2 separate regions of the Anas platyrhynchos genome follow, and region 2 is linked to region 1. The links are chromatin contacts, called in public Hi-C maps. All regions are on one chromosome and are shown on one strand. The core of a region is the stretch at or near the end of the contact, and the rest is flanking DNA. Distances in the headings are between cores, read along the strand shown.

What was found. Hi-C and Micro-C count contacts between places; a contact is called where the count stands out from the background.
Region 2: a contact with region 1 is called in a Hi-C map of liver, with 4 times the contacts expected there. The contact joins the promoter of THOC1 here to the enhancer-like site in region 1. A contact is called at or near these places in 3 of 8 Hi-C or Micro-C datasets (liver, skeletal muscle and subcutaneous adipose tissue).

Annotation. Positions count from the first base shown.
Region 1 is chr2:53,826,225-53,833,068 of IASCAAS_PekinDuck_T2T, forward strand. It overlaps LOC140001886 (a long non-coding RNA gene), which reads right to left. Exons shown (of 4, transcript XR_011807570.1): 2 at 4,585-4,805; 3 at 2,857-3,089; 4 at 660-2,129. Among named protein-coding and RNA genes, the nearest start is that of YES1, 7.0 kb to the right of the region's middle. Within about 2 kb of position 4,562, at least 3 of the 8 cell types and tissues checked have an H3K27ac peak or open chromatin away from gene starts, as enhancers often do.
Region 2 is chr2:54,088,625-54,094,771 of IASCAAS_PekinDuck_T2T, forward strand. THOC1 (THO complex subunit 1) reads left to right here and starts at 1,383. Exons shown (of 22, transcript XM_027451976.3): 1 at 1,383-1,522; 2 at 2,094-2,167; 3 at 2,271-2,331; 4 at 2,875-2,941; 5 at 3,808-3,926; 6 at 4,623-4,671; 7 at 5,167-5,262; 8 at 5,551-5,633. The coding sequence starts at 1,475.

The sequences.
Region 1 (6,844 bases), core at 3,312-5,811:
GCCCCATTAGAAGTGGCTGGTGCTAAAACGAAAACTCAATTCACCCAGTTACTTTGGCTATTAAAATTATACATTTTTTTTCACCATTCTTTCTTCAAAATTTACTTGTGAAAAGTTACATTTTCACAAATACTGTGTTACTATCTTGGCATCTTTTTCTCTTTTCTTTGTGACCACTTTTGCTTATGGAGAACATGATGAATTATTATTAAATATATATATATATATATCCTCCATTTTATCTCATGGAGAAGCTCCTTTTCTCCTTTTTTCACTAACTTGCTGGGGGGGGGGAGGAAGAGGGTTGTGTGCAAGAAAAAAAAAAAAAAAAAAAAAGAGAGAGAGGAAAAAAAGAGTTTGGGGATCTTTTGAAGAAAAATGAGTTTCCTGTACACATTTTTTTTCTTTATTATTTTTTTAAGTTAGGGAAATATTGAATAAACCTCTGTGAGCCACTGTACTACAGGTGAAGATGGACATGCCCATACACTTGCTTCACAAGTTGAAGGAGTTCTTGTTTCGCCTGCCACCACTCCTCCGAGACCAGCATATAAATGCATTCATGAATTTAAATGCAGTTGTTTTATATAAGGTGTTCACAGGAGTCTCCAAAGGGGAAAAAAAAAAAACAAAAAAACTCAAGATTTAGAATTGTTCAAAGTTGAACCTTTAATGTGCAGCCTAACCTGCATTCTTCACAAGCATATTTCCATCCAAGAACATACAATATTTCCATTAGTACATACAAGGAGACTGATGTCTGAACAAATGCCTGTTCATGAATTTATACATGTAGATAATAATGAACATGAACTAGTTTTCAGGTCCATGCTGGATACTTATAATGAATTATTGTCCTTAGACTTAGTTGTAAATGTACTGTTTATACGCATACAGCCATATGAACTCTGTTTTTCTTGAAGATTATATTGTGATAGGAATCCCCCCAAAAATCAAGAGCACAAAGGTTTCCCGGGGTGCCTTTGAAGGCTTTCTCCACAGAAGTTTGTCTTCAAAGGCTGCCAGAGCTCAGACATTCCTACGTTGCAGCGAAGTTTTTGAAGTTCTCCAGGAAGCTTTGTTTCTGTGTGGCCTCAGGACACTTCTGGTATTTGTTTTTATTTTTCTTGCTCAGAAAAAATAAACCGGGAGGTACCATGAAACCAAAATAATCCACGTATTAGGTACCACAAGAGGGTGCAGTTGCATTTTGTTAAATCTGGAGCCAACCGCAAATAACAAACGGATTGCAGCAGCAGCTGCCTAGCTGCCTACAGAAATGACTAACAAAAGCAATTATAGAAAAAGAAAAAAAAAAAAAAAAAAAAAAGACAAGAAAAATTGTATTGAAACACACTGAATACATTAATAAACAGCACTTTGTCAGGTGATGTTGGAAGAAAAAAAAAAATCTAATACATTTAAAGTAGCATTGAAACCATACAGGATCCATTTGCAATTTGTTTTCTCTGAGCTATTGAAGAGCCACAAGTGCTCCAAAGGGAAGCACTCAGCTATGAAATACACTCGTCCATTTTAATTTGACTCCACAGACATTCTCAGAATGATCATGAAGCAAAAAGAGCATTTTTCACTTTTACCAGCAAAAATCTGCAATGAGCCTGGGCTTCAATAGCTGGGTGTGATTAAGTCCAGAATTGTTAGGATTATTTTGCATGTCTGCCTAGTAAGGTGTCTTTATATTCCTATAGCTCCTACTATGAAAATACCCAACAGACTTGCCATGGGGACTAGCATCCCATTTTGAAAACCATACAAAGAACAAAAAAAGTATGATGCATGCCTGCGAGAACCAGATAAGCGATCATATAACATAGCTGACAAGTGATCCGCATGCCGATAAGCAGTCATCATTGTCAAATAGCAGGCAGATTCCTGATCTGGTTTGTTGCTCTGTTCTTCATGCCTGTCGTTCCCTTGAGCCTCTGCCACCCAAAGGTGTGGACTCCCCACCTCTCAGTGCCTTCTGATCTATATGGGACACTTTTGGTCTGGCCCAGGGGCTGGGTTCATGTGTGGGAAAAAGCTGAGAGGTGGTGATCTTCAGAGCTTCACTGGCTGATGTCTTTGTCACTTCTGCTCTCCAACTTGCTGAATTACCTGTTTACCTTCGGCAAAGCATGTGATTAACTTGGGTTATGGAAAATGACAGGCTTTGTTCTCTACCCACTATCATGATGATGAAGTCTGCCCTGATATAAAGGCAGCCAGGACAAAGTTTGCCATATTTAACGTGGAAACTGTCCTAAAATATATACATTGAGATGGCTGCCAATTCTAGAAAACCAGAGGCTCTCTTGTACTTCGCAGCCACCACCTGCCATCACGGACTCAATCTCACTTTTGCAGCACCAAGGCTATAGGATGGCCTGGCAGGTTATCCTCACTACCAGCATCCTAAATTTCAGTAAGAGAAACCCATCCCAAATCTTCTACTTTGCTGCCATCAGTAAATTTTTTGTGCATTTTTTTGAGAACTGAACCTAGCAGTATATTTCTGGATTACAAATAACAATGAATTTTGCCGTATGTTTCTATAGCTACAAGTATGTTTCCAAAGCTAAAAGCTGAAGCTTTTGCTTTGTAGACTGTTTTTGTTTTGTGTTTTTTTTTTTTTTCAAAAGTGCCCAGTCCCAGCAAAACAGTTGTGAAATCTCGTGTGGCATTTTTTACCTCAAAGGCCTAAGCTTTCCACAGAAGTTCTTTTACGTTTTTAAACAAACACAGCTTTTGAGGGCCTCTGTGAAACATCGTATTTTCAATGTGTTGAAACATAGCAAGTCACGCCACATGGATTTCATCATGTTACATTCACTGTCTATGAAATATACTTACCTTTATGCTTCGTGTAAAATATGGAGATAATATAAAATTCTTATTGCCAGGTTGGAGCAGTCCTAGTGTTCTCTAGGGAGGGCGTTTTCAAATGTGCTTGGTTTTGGCTTGATGTCTTCCCTTATTGCCGCCCCAGAATTTTCTGTTCATGATTTTTAACAGAGAAGTGGTTTCTGCAATATTCTGTTTTTCCACAGGAAAAAAGCTGGTTATGCCAAAACAATGTAGTGTCCCTTTGGGAGAATAAAAGAGAATCCAACATGTTTTGAACTGTCCAAGTGAATCTAAATGTTTTGCTTCAGGATGGCTTGTCATTACTCATCAGGAGTTTGTCATGGTTAGGTCCCTCATTTCTCCCTGTCATCTGGGGTCCCTGAATGGATTACATTTTCCATAAAGAACAATAGAGACCCTTCTAGCTGTGGTATGGTGATCCATTAAAGATGCCCTAAGCCCACATTTCAAAACCCAAATATTTTGGAACTTTCCATGTTTTATTTTTCTTCCCAATTAGAGAACAAAAGCAAAAATATGGGACAGTGTAGGACAGACAGTCTGATTTTCAGTAGGCTATGTTTTGAAAGAACTAGGAAGAGGATAAGTAAATTCCTGTGCTTTGGAAAATCCTACTTTAACCAAAAGTGAAAGGGAAAAACAAGCAAAAGGCAGCAGCATGTGAGCCACATTAATGTAATCTTTAATGCCACATATTTTTCTTGAGTATTTAGTATTTCTCTTTGTCTTTGTATTATTAATTAACATTGTTCCATTATTGTGAGGAGAATGATAAATGTTTCTTTGTATCCCATAATTTACAATTTATCGTACGATCAATCAATTACGTGATGTTATTTGGCTGCCACAAGCTGTTTAAGGAAATGTAGGGACCATAAGCAGATAGTGAAGTAAGATATTATTTAAAAAAAAAAAAAGATTTTGATATTCTCTCTGCAGTTTTACAATTCTCCAAAACAACAGAATATATTACTTATATATTTAAAGGAAAAAAATACCTACTAGATCCCTTTTAATATATATATATGTATTATATAAATATATATATTATATATATATATTAAAAAAAAAAGACTCAAAATATGGAGAAATGCATGTTGATAAAAGTTCTACTTTCTAAAAAAAATAAAAAATAAATCTTAACATTGTCGTTTTTATGCTTTCAGTCCTGAGTTCATGGCATGTGCAGAGATTTCTACAGGGTTTCTGTAGCAGCTTCCCCACCACCACCCCTTTTTGAACAATACAAACCTAAAAAGTTCTGAAAACCTGAGACATATCACCAACTTAAATGCTCATGTAAAGGGGCTCAGGCTGGATTCCCCGCTTGTGAGTCAGCTTCTAGAGAAATGTGCTGATAAAAGAGCAGGACAGCAGCCTGAAGCACGAAAAGAGAGGAACTCGGAAAGAGAGTCTTCCTTATTTATTCTTCCCTGTATTTTTTTGTTCTTTTTAAGCAAGGGGTGGATAAGGGAAGGGCCGCTACCACTTTCCCACAGTAATTGTTGCACGGTGGGAGGTCCATCCCAGTGCTACGTTCCTACCTAATTGCAAAGAAATGCTGGCTTAGCCTTTGAAGCCTCGGAGCGGAGCATCTCCAGTCTGCTTGGCAAGTAAGGCTTGTGGGAGGATATGCAGATAGTCTGGGGAGAGCTCAGCTTAGATGAACTAAGCCCCTACATGTGAAGTGAGACTGTGCAGAGGCTTACTCACCACCAGGTCAAACGTGGGTGTATTATTAAGAGATACCGCAAAAGTCATATCCCTGACATCAGCATGGGAGATTTGCTAAATTTCAAATGACTGTTCCCAGTTTGGAGGTCGAAGTACTTCTTCTCTGCAGATCAGCTGGAAAAGTTACTTTCTTCTAACATGAGAAAACAGCACGTTTTCACAGTGCAGGTGTCCCCGCAGCGAGGCAGACTGGAAAGGAGCTGGAAAAGAGCCACACAGGGCCAAGTAACAGTTAAATATTAGGGAACCAGAGCCACTGGTTCTTCCCTCCTCCCCACCACCACCGCAGTCTCCTCATCCATCAGCGTAACCGCATTGGGGTTTTCTAAATTCTGAATTTTAGCAGAATTCAGACTGCGGCTGCAGCTGAGGAGGATTAAGGAGTCACTGGTCTCCTCCTTATGTGGTTACCTCTTACCTCATAGCAGTGAGCACAACCGTATATATCTCACTCCCTAGAGAAGTTGTATCAACCGAATCTCAATTTTTTTACAAAACTGCGAAGAGACTTAAACTGACTGTGATCGTGTTGACAGAACTGCAAAAATACCAGGAAAAAAACGATAGCTGTAGTTGTACTGGCAGACCTGAGGGGACTGAAGCCTTCAGTTGAAGGAATAGTGATGAGAAAACAGAAGATGGGGGAGAAAAAATAACAGAGATACGGGGTATGCCAAGAAAAGAAAATCATATCTGACAGCTGTGCAACTTTCTGAGATCTCTGAATGGTGCAAACCATTCATGTTCACCTGTAATGGTGAACACCATGACAGCGAACATCCCCATCCTGATCAAAGCTCCGCTCCAAGGATTTGTCTGGCATCCCAGACTGAGGCATGATTTTGCTCCTGGAGCTATTCCTAAAGTAATAAACTTCATCACATTCATCTCCAAGTGAAGAGGGAAGGCTTTCTGGTGCCCAGGGACATCAAGCAGACAATTATCCTCAAAATACCAGGGCAAGAATAAACAACCAGGCATGGAAAACTCAGATCTGTTAAGGATTATTGCAAACAAAGGGCACCGACACAGGCCTCCAGAGTTTGTCCATCTTCAGCCAGGGTGGGAGCAGAGAGGAAAGGACCACCCTGAGACTCAAACAAGGCTGAGCACAGAAACTACCAACAAGCCTTGAGGTGGATGCGAAGACAGGGGAGTACAGCAGGGATGTGAAGAATGGGGTGGGCAGAGGAGAGGCTAATTAGGGAAAGACTTGTCCCACAGGGCCATACGTATGTAATCGCTATGTCTTTGTAAGAAGAAAGTTGAATTTTACTTCACTTTGCTTAGTTTTATGAAGTCGTGTATAAAATCTCTGTATCAGCACGTGCATCCAGCAGCTAAAACTCAGGGTGCCCTGAGAAAGAGCTGAATTTGGTGCAGAATCCCCTAACGACTCTCTCTAAATGCTGCATTAACATGGATTTTGCAGCTAATAATATTAATCAGTGTGTTTCTTCCACAGTACCATCTTAGGCAGTCAGCACAATGTGCAAGAATAACTTAATAAGTAAAACCTATACGTATACGTGCAAGTCTCCCAAAGTCAGCAGAAACTGCTCCTTTACGCTGGCTGCCAAATGAGGTCAGAAGTCTGTTAAAGGCTCTGAATGGCTCTAGCATTGATGTTAAAACCAAATCTAGTTCAGGTCAGTTTTAACACGTGTATCTCTTTTTCTCTTACTTTCTGAACAAGAGTGCATGACCCGCTCTGTGAGGAAGGGTATAAATTCCAAGTCTCTCAGAAGAACACAGTGGCTCAAAAAATGCGTTACATTTTTCTGCACGTGTATGATTTCACAGGTTTCAGATTTTTCAAACGTGAAATTCAAATGAAAGCACTTATCTGTACCTATTTGTACCTGAATCCGTGCAGCTTCCACATTAAATCATGCAAGAACCAAAGATACAGGATTTGTAGCTGCTACCAACACAGGGCTGGGTGTTAAGTGTTCATCACACTGCCCTTGAAATAAAGGCAGTAGCTATTTTAAGTAACCATAAGCAATACTTATGTGCAACTCAAAGGAGATCGGATATAAAGAGATAAAGATTAGAGTACAGCAATACGGCTTTCATTATACAATGTAATCCAGCGTGTCTGATATAACTGGATGTGACACCAATGTAAATAGCAACAGGTTTGGAAGTGCAGTGTTTTCCAAGATAGAGTATAACGTGTTCTCAGGATAGTTACTTCTGAGACATCAAAAATAATGTTTGATTCAATCTTTAAAAA
Region 2 (6,147 bases), core at 133-2,632, 260 kb after region 1:
TACAGCTCTGGAGGTGGGGGACAACATCAGAATAATCTCAACATAATACAGTGCCTTATTCATCTGAAAATGTGTTTTAATTTATCAAAATAAGAGATGAGAAATATCAGAAAGACGTTGCAGAAAGCCAAGCAAACTTTCTTGCAAGCCTGAATGGGTAATATTCAGTATGTCTCACAGCGTATGCAGGTGACGCATTCCAAATGATTAATCATGCCTATATTCAATGTTATGAAGCCCTTTCCCCCCACGGTTTTGAAATGAATTGAAACGACCCTGAATTTTTTTTTTTAAGGAAGTGTCACACATTGATTTCATTTATAGACGAAGGGCCAAACCTACAGCTGGCACTGCCACCAGAACCAGGCGTCCATCCGCACCTCTGTTTTCTGGGTAAACGCTTCCCTCTGCCGGCAGAAAAGCGAACGAGCCACACAATAAAACAGGCTTCTAGATGATCTCTGAGGTTTTTAATATTTGCTTTTAGAATAGTGAATGCAATTAATAAAATGCAAATAATTACTTGCATTTTCCAGAAGCAGGAAAAAAAAAAAAAAAAAAAAAAAAAAAAGGTATCCTAGTTTTTCCTGCCTACATAAAAGGAATCGGGCAGCACCTGTACTTTTCAACCAGGTACTGAACTGTGTGCCTGGGAGACCTGGGAAAGTGCCCTGGGGCTCTGCTTTCTTTGAGGTGTCTGAATTATTATAATTATAGATCTAGAGAATGGCTTGGGGTGGAAGGGACCTCAAAGATCACCCAGTGCCAGCTCCCTGCCATGGGCAGGGGCGCCAACCACTAAATCAGGTTGCTCTGGTCCCCATCCAGCCTGGCCTTGGACACCTCCAGGGATGGGGCACCCACAGCTTCTCTGGGCAGCCTGTGCCAGCGCCTCACCACCCTCGAAGTTCAAAACAATATCAAAGTTCAGTAACTGCGACACTTTCGTTCCCAGACACTCACATTTTCTGAGAGACATTTAGAAGATGTGTAAGCCAGTGTGTTCTAACATGTTACTTCAGTAATGTGCTACATCAGGAATAGCGCTTAAATTCCACGTCCAGGTCAAGACCTCCTGAGCTATATGCTGTATGAACAGTACATTGCTGTATACGCTGTATGAACAGTATATTGATTTTCTGGGCATAAAAATAAATAAATAAATAAATGTTGTGTTGTTGCTGAAATAATGATGGACAAATTTTTAAAATAGGGAGCTGTATTTGACACTGGCAGGCAGAAGAGGCGAAGGTCTTCGGAGCTGCTAGACGCAGGTCTTTCCCTTCCACCTGCACAACCCAAAGAAACAGAAATTAAAACACGGGGTAGGTAAAAAGCAGCTTTTTTTTTTTTTCCACAATGAGGGCGTTGGGGGGGGGGGGGAGCAGCGCCTCACTAACGGCCCGCCCTCAGCGCCAACGGCCGCCCGGCCGCCATCGCGTCATCGCGGAGCGCCGCGGGCCGGAGCCCAACCATGTCGCCGCCGCTCTTCAGCCTGCCCGAGGCGCGGCTCCGCTTCACCGTGAGCAGCCCGGGGGGCACCGGGGAGACGGGGACGGGGCCGGGGGGACGCGCGGCTGCCGCCATCTCGCGCTGGGCCGTGCTGAGGGGGGCCGCGCCTGGCTGCGGGGAGGGCCCGGCTGGGTGCTGAGGTGCCCGTAAGGCGCCGCGAAAAGCGGGGAGTGGGGCTCGCACCCCCATCCCAAACCGCCCCAAATCCCCCTGCTGAGAGGGGGAGGCTGTGGGGGGCTTGGGAGTGTGGTAGGCGCAGCAGCGGGCACAGCGCAGCGCGCCCCTTTGTGCTTCGCTTCCACCATGCAGCCCTCGGGTGTGAGGCGTGATCTGCTACCTCACATGCCTAATTTGCTACATATTTCGTGTTATTTACCCGATTTGTTTCCAAAGACTCCTTGGTAAGTCGCTACGTGGTGTGTGTTTACATGTAAATCAGTACGCGGGGTGCAGTACACGCGGTTCCCTCGCATTTCTGACCATCAGGTGGCAGAAAACAAAAGTGATCTGGCAGAAACAACCTTGGTACCATTCCAGCTTCATACTGCCCTTGTAACTTTTGTCTGTTCACACTTTGATAGTCTTCTACCAGAGAGGCCCTGCATAACAAAACTATCAAACCGCTGCTGAACGCATTTAACCAGATTCCTGGGAGGTAAGTGGCTGCCACTGGCTTTAAAAGGTGCCCGTTTCCAGATCTTTTTTGTGTGTTCCTAATAATAACGTTATTAACTGATGTGGGGTGTTTGCGTTTGCAGTGAAAATGAAAAGAAGTGTACCTTGGATCAAGCTTTTAGAGTTATTGTAGAAGAAGAAATAGTAAGTACTTCAAACTGCTAAGGCATGTTTTTTAGTATAAATCCAACTTTAATCCACTAGTTAGGATATTAGTTTAACAGCAGCTTATTGCAGTATTGGGAAATACTGGTTATTTAAAAAAAAACAGTCTGAAAATTTGAGTTCATAAATACAGATTATTCTGCATTATACTTCAAGAGTAGGGTGGAGTGGGTCATCTGTTACTAGCATGTAACAAAGTTGCCTGACGGTAAACAAAAGGAAACAGAGGATGTTTTTGTTAGTATTACTTGAGTGTAGGTGGAATGGAGGGTAGTTATATTCAGAGGTGAATGACACAGTCTGCAGAGTAAATATTGTAGGGTCTTCAAAAGCTGTAACTGGTCAAGAAGTGTTGTTCATTCATTAAATCTGTATACAGTTAACTGATGGGTCTGATGTAACAGGTTGAAATTTCAATGTCAATATCTGTTATAAATACCCCTGCTTGGAAACAAGAATTTTGGTTTCATTAAATATATTAAAGTCAGAATAAAGAAGTTTAAAACTGTTCTTTTTGCTTAGATAAATAAAGCTCCATGTGAAAATCTCCTGGCAATTATTTCTCTTGCTATTAATGGAGTCACAGAAGGTGAGCATCTTTTTTCAAATCTATTGGCAGTTTGGGGGGCTTTAGGGTTGTTTCAGATTTTAATACCTTGATTTTTGTAAGTTGTATTCAGCAGTTGGCTTTGATAATATGCGGTTTTTAGGGTAGTGATTAACTCTGTTTCATGAGAGGAGTGAAATAGAATTAAACTCAGTTACCTGTGTGACCTTTGTGTTGGAATCTTTTTTTGAGTTCTACTGAATGTCTCTGCTCATCTCCCACATACTGACCTGTCAGGACACAGGTGTTTTTTAGATACTTGAATCTGTTTTGATAACTTTCATCTTCTGTGTCAGAAATCATTGTGCTAATCTCTTTTGAAGAGTCTTTCACATACTTCCATTTATTTACTTGTTCACGTTACCTATCAAATACTTGTTTTATTAAGTATAGCTCAATTACGTATGTGTCTTAACAACTGTAGAATAACATGATCTATGATTACAATGAATGTAGACATTAGCAAGGTACAGAGCAGAGTGTGGATATACATGCTTGAGGAAAAGACTCTCAGACTTCTTATGTGTATGCAGTAGAACTATGGATTTAGAAGTCTGAAGGAGTTTAATTGTGAGATGCAAGGCTAGCTGTTTGAGTCTTCTGAGATTTTTAAAACAGTTCTTGTTTAGTGTTTTCTGCACATTAATACAAAGCTCTCATCTGCATGTGTACATGCATACAAAAATATCTTCAGTGGGAGTTCATACTTCAGCCAAAGCTTTTTGTTAGGCTATGTAGAAACCCAGGAGAACTTTTTTGCTTCTTTGGGAACATGTCCATCAAATGCCATGCATCTTACTGCATTCCAGTTCAAATTTGCTGAACAAAACACTCGCTGTTCCTCATAGGTATCTGCACTGCATCAACCCCTTTTGTGCTTCTGGGAGATGTTCTGGATTGCTTGCCTTTGGATCAGTGTGACAAAATTTTCACATTTGTGGAGAAGAATGTTGCTACATGGAAATCAGTAAGTATTTTTCCAAAATGTATGTTATGCCAAAGCTTTTGTCTACCCAAACCATTTTTATAAACAGATTTTAATTGTCTGTGCATCTGTCTGTGTTAGAGTTGTAGCATTAAGCATGTTTTGTTTTCCTTGTCTTCTTTTCTTTCCTAGACTTCTTCCCATAGACATTAAGGCTGTTCTATTGGAGATAATGTAGTCTTCCCCAGTATATTCACAAACTGCTTCTTATCATTCATTTAAGCATCTCTCATTTTCTTACTGCCAAACTACTATTACTGTGAATGCTCTAAATCTTTTGTGTGTTGCTCTTTATGTATGTATAGAAATAATTCACGGAAGGATAAGGGAAATGAGTGTAAAAAATAGTGTGGTCCAGGAAAAACAGAGGATCCCACTCATACAGTTCATTGTTATGTGTGGGGATTTTTAGTGGTTTATTTGTTTGTTTTTTTTTTCCTTTTCATTTGAGGGGGGGAAACTGGATTTAAGTGTTGTGGTTTATGCTTTCTTGAAATAAATTTGTGGGGTTGTTTTTTTTATGTTGGCCTTTTGTGAAAACAGTTTCTTATTTAAGGGAAAACTGAAATTTAGAGTTAAGAGTAGGAAAGACTTATACTTGCTTGTGATTTAATTAAAATTGTTGAAAAACACTTTTGCTATCTCTTAATGATCTCAATACTTTTTACTCTGTTTCAGAATACGTTTTATTCTGCAGGGAAAAATTACTTGCTACGAATGTGCAATGGTGAGTTCTAGTTTTTCACAGGTTGTGGTGGGGAATTAAGGAAGAGCAGATTAAAGTGAGTTTAATAATTTGATCAGATGCATTCAATAAGTAATAAAAGCAGGTCACGTATCTTAGTGCATGTTCATGAGTCTTGCAGATTAATGTAAAAGTTATTCTGACCGTAGGGAAATCTCTTCAGCAGTGGAGGTACTTACAGAAGAACATCTGAAAAGTATTTATCTCTCAGCAATGACAAGGCCCCAGTCAGAGGCAGTATTTGATTTGGATTTGTTTGAACTAATCTTTTCTTGCCACTGTAGGAATTCAGAGAATAAATAGAATACATTTGGGAAAACTGTGGCTGATCTGAGGAAGTTACTGGCATTTAAATTTACAAACCTTAGCATCTTTTCATGAGTTACATGGGATGTGATTAGCAAGTCTTAAAGTCTAGCATGTAAGAAATTGAAAGAGGGACAAATACTGATATTCTGTACTTTTTGCAATATTTAGATCTCCTAAGAAGACTATCAAAGTCACAAAACACAGTCTTCTGTGGAAGAATTCAGCTGTTCTTGGCTAGGTTATTTCCGCTTTCTGAAAAATCAGGTAAGGTTTTTCCATTTCATCACACCTAACACATGGCAAAGACTAAATAGGTTTCATCTTTTAAGCTTGTGAAGGTTGCAGATGAAATCCGGTTGGAGAAAAGCACTTTGTATCTTATTTCTTGTCTCTGTTGTTAGTGTTGTAGGTGGCTTTAATTTATTGTGATTTCAAGCACAGGTTTTGAATGCTGTTTCTGAGAATTTAATAGCAGTATCTTATAAATAACGAACTGAACTAACAGACTTATGAGCTTCACAGCTTTTGGGACTGACCTTCTATTTTCTGCAGGACTCAACTTGCAGAGTCAGTTCAACCTGGAAAATGTCACTGTTTTCAATACCAATGAACATGAGAGCACGTTAGGACAGAAGGTAAGAATTCCTGTGTAATTTTTCACTCATTCTGCTGAAACCAATTCTGTAACCACCTAAGATTGCTTGTACAGAAGCGTGCTACTGTGCACATTCTACATTCAGAACTGTACGTTCATAATTTGGTTCTCCCTCTTCCAGACCAGCCGGCTGATTCTGGAAATGGGCGTGTTATTTGGTACAGTAAACTGTGTAGGCTTGCGGGTGGAGAGGGATCTTGATTTGACTGAGAGAGGAGAACTGTCACTGTAAAAAGTTTTCCATACAGTCTACAGAGAACAGAGCTTTCCTTATGAGTTTGTTTTTTGTTTTTGTTTTTTTTTCCAGTGTAGGTCAGGCTACCATTTTAAAGTGTAGTGTATGGTGTTAAGACAAGGACTTGGGTGTTTACTGGAGATCTGTTAAATTACCAGCCTAAGCATCTGAAGTGCAATAATTGGTATAAAACTAAAGAACACCATGAAAAATGTATACAAATTATGGTGGCACTTACACGAGATCTTTATTATTTTTT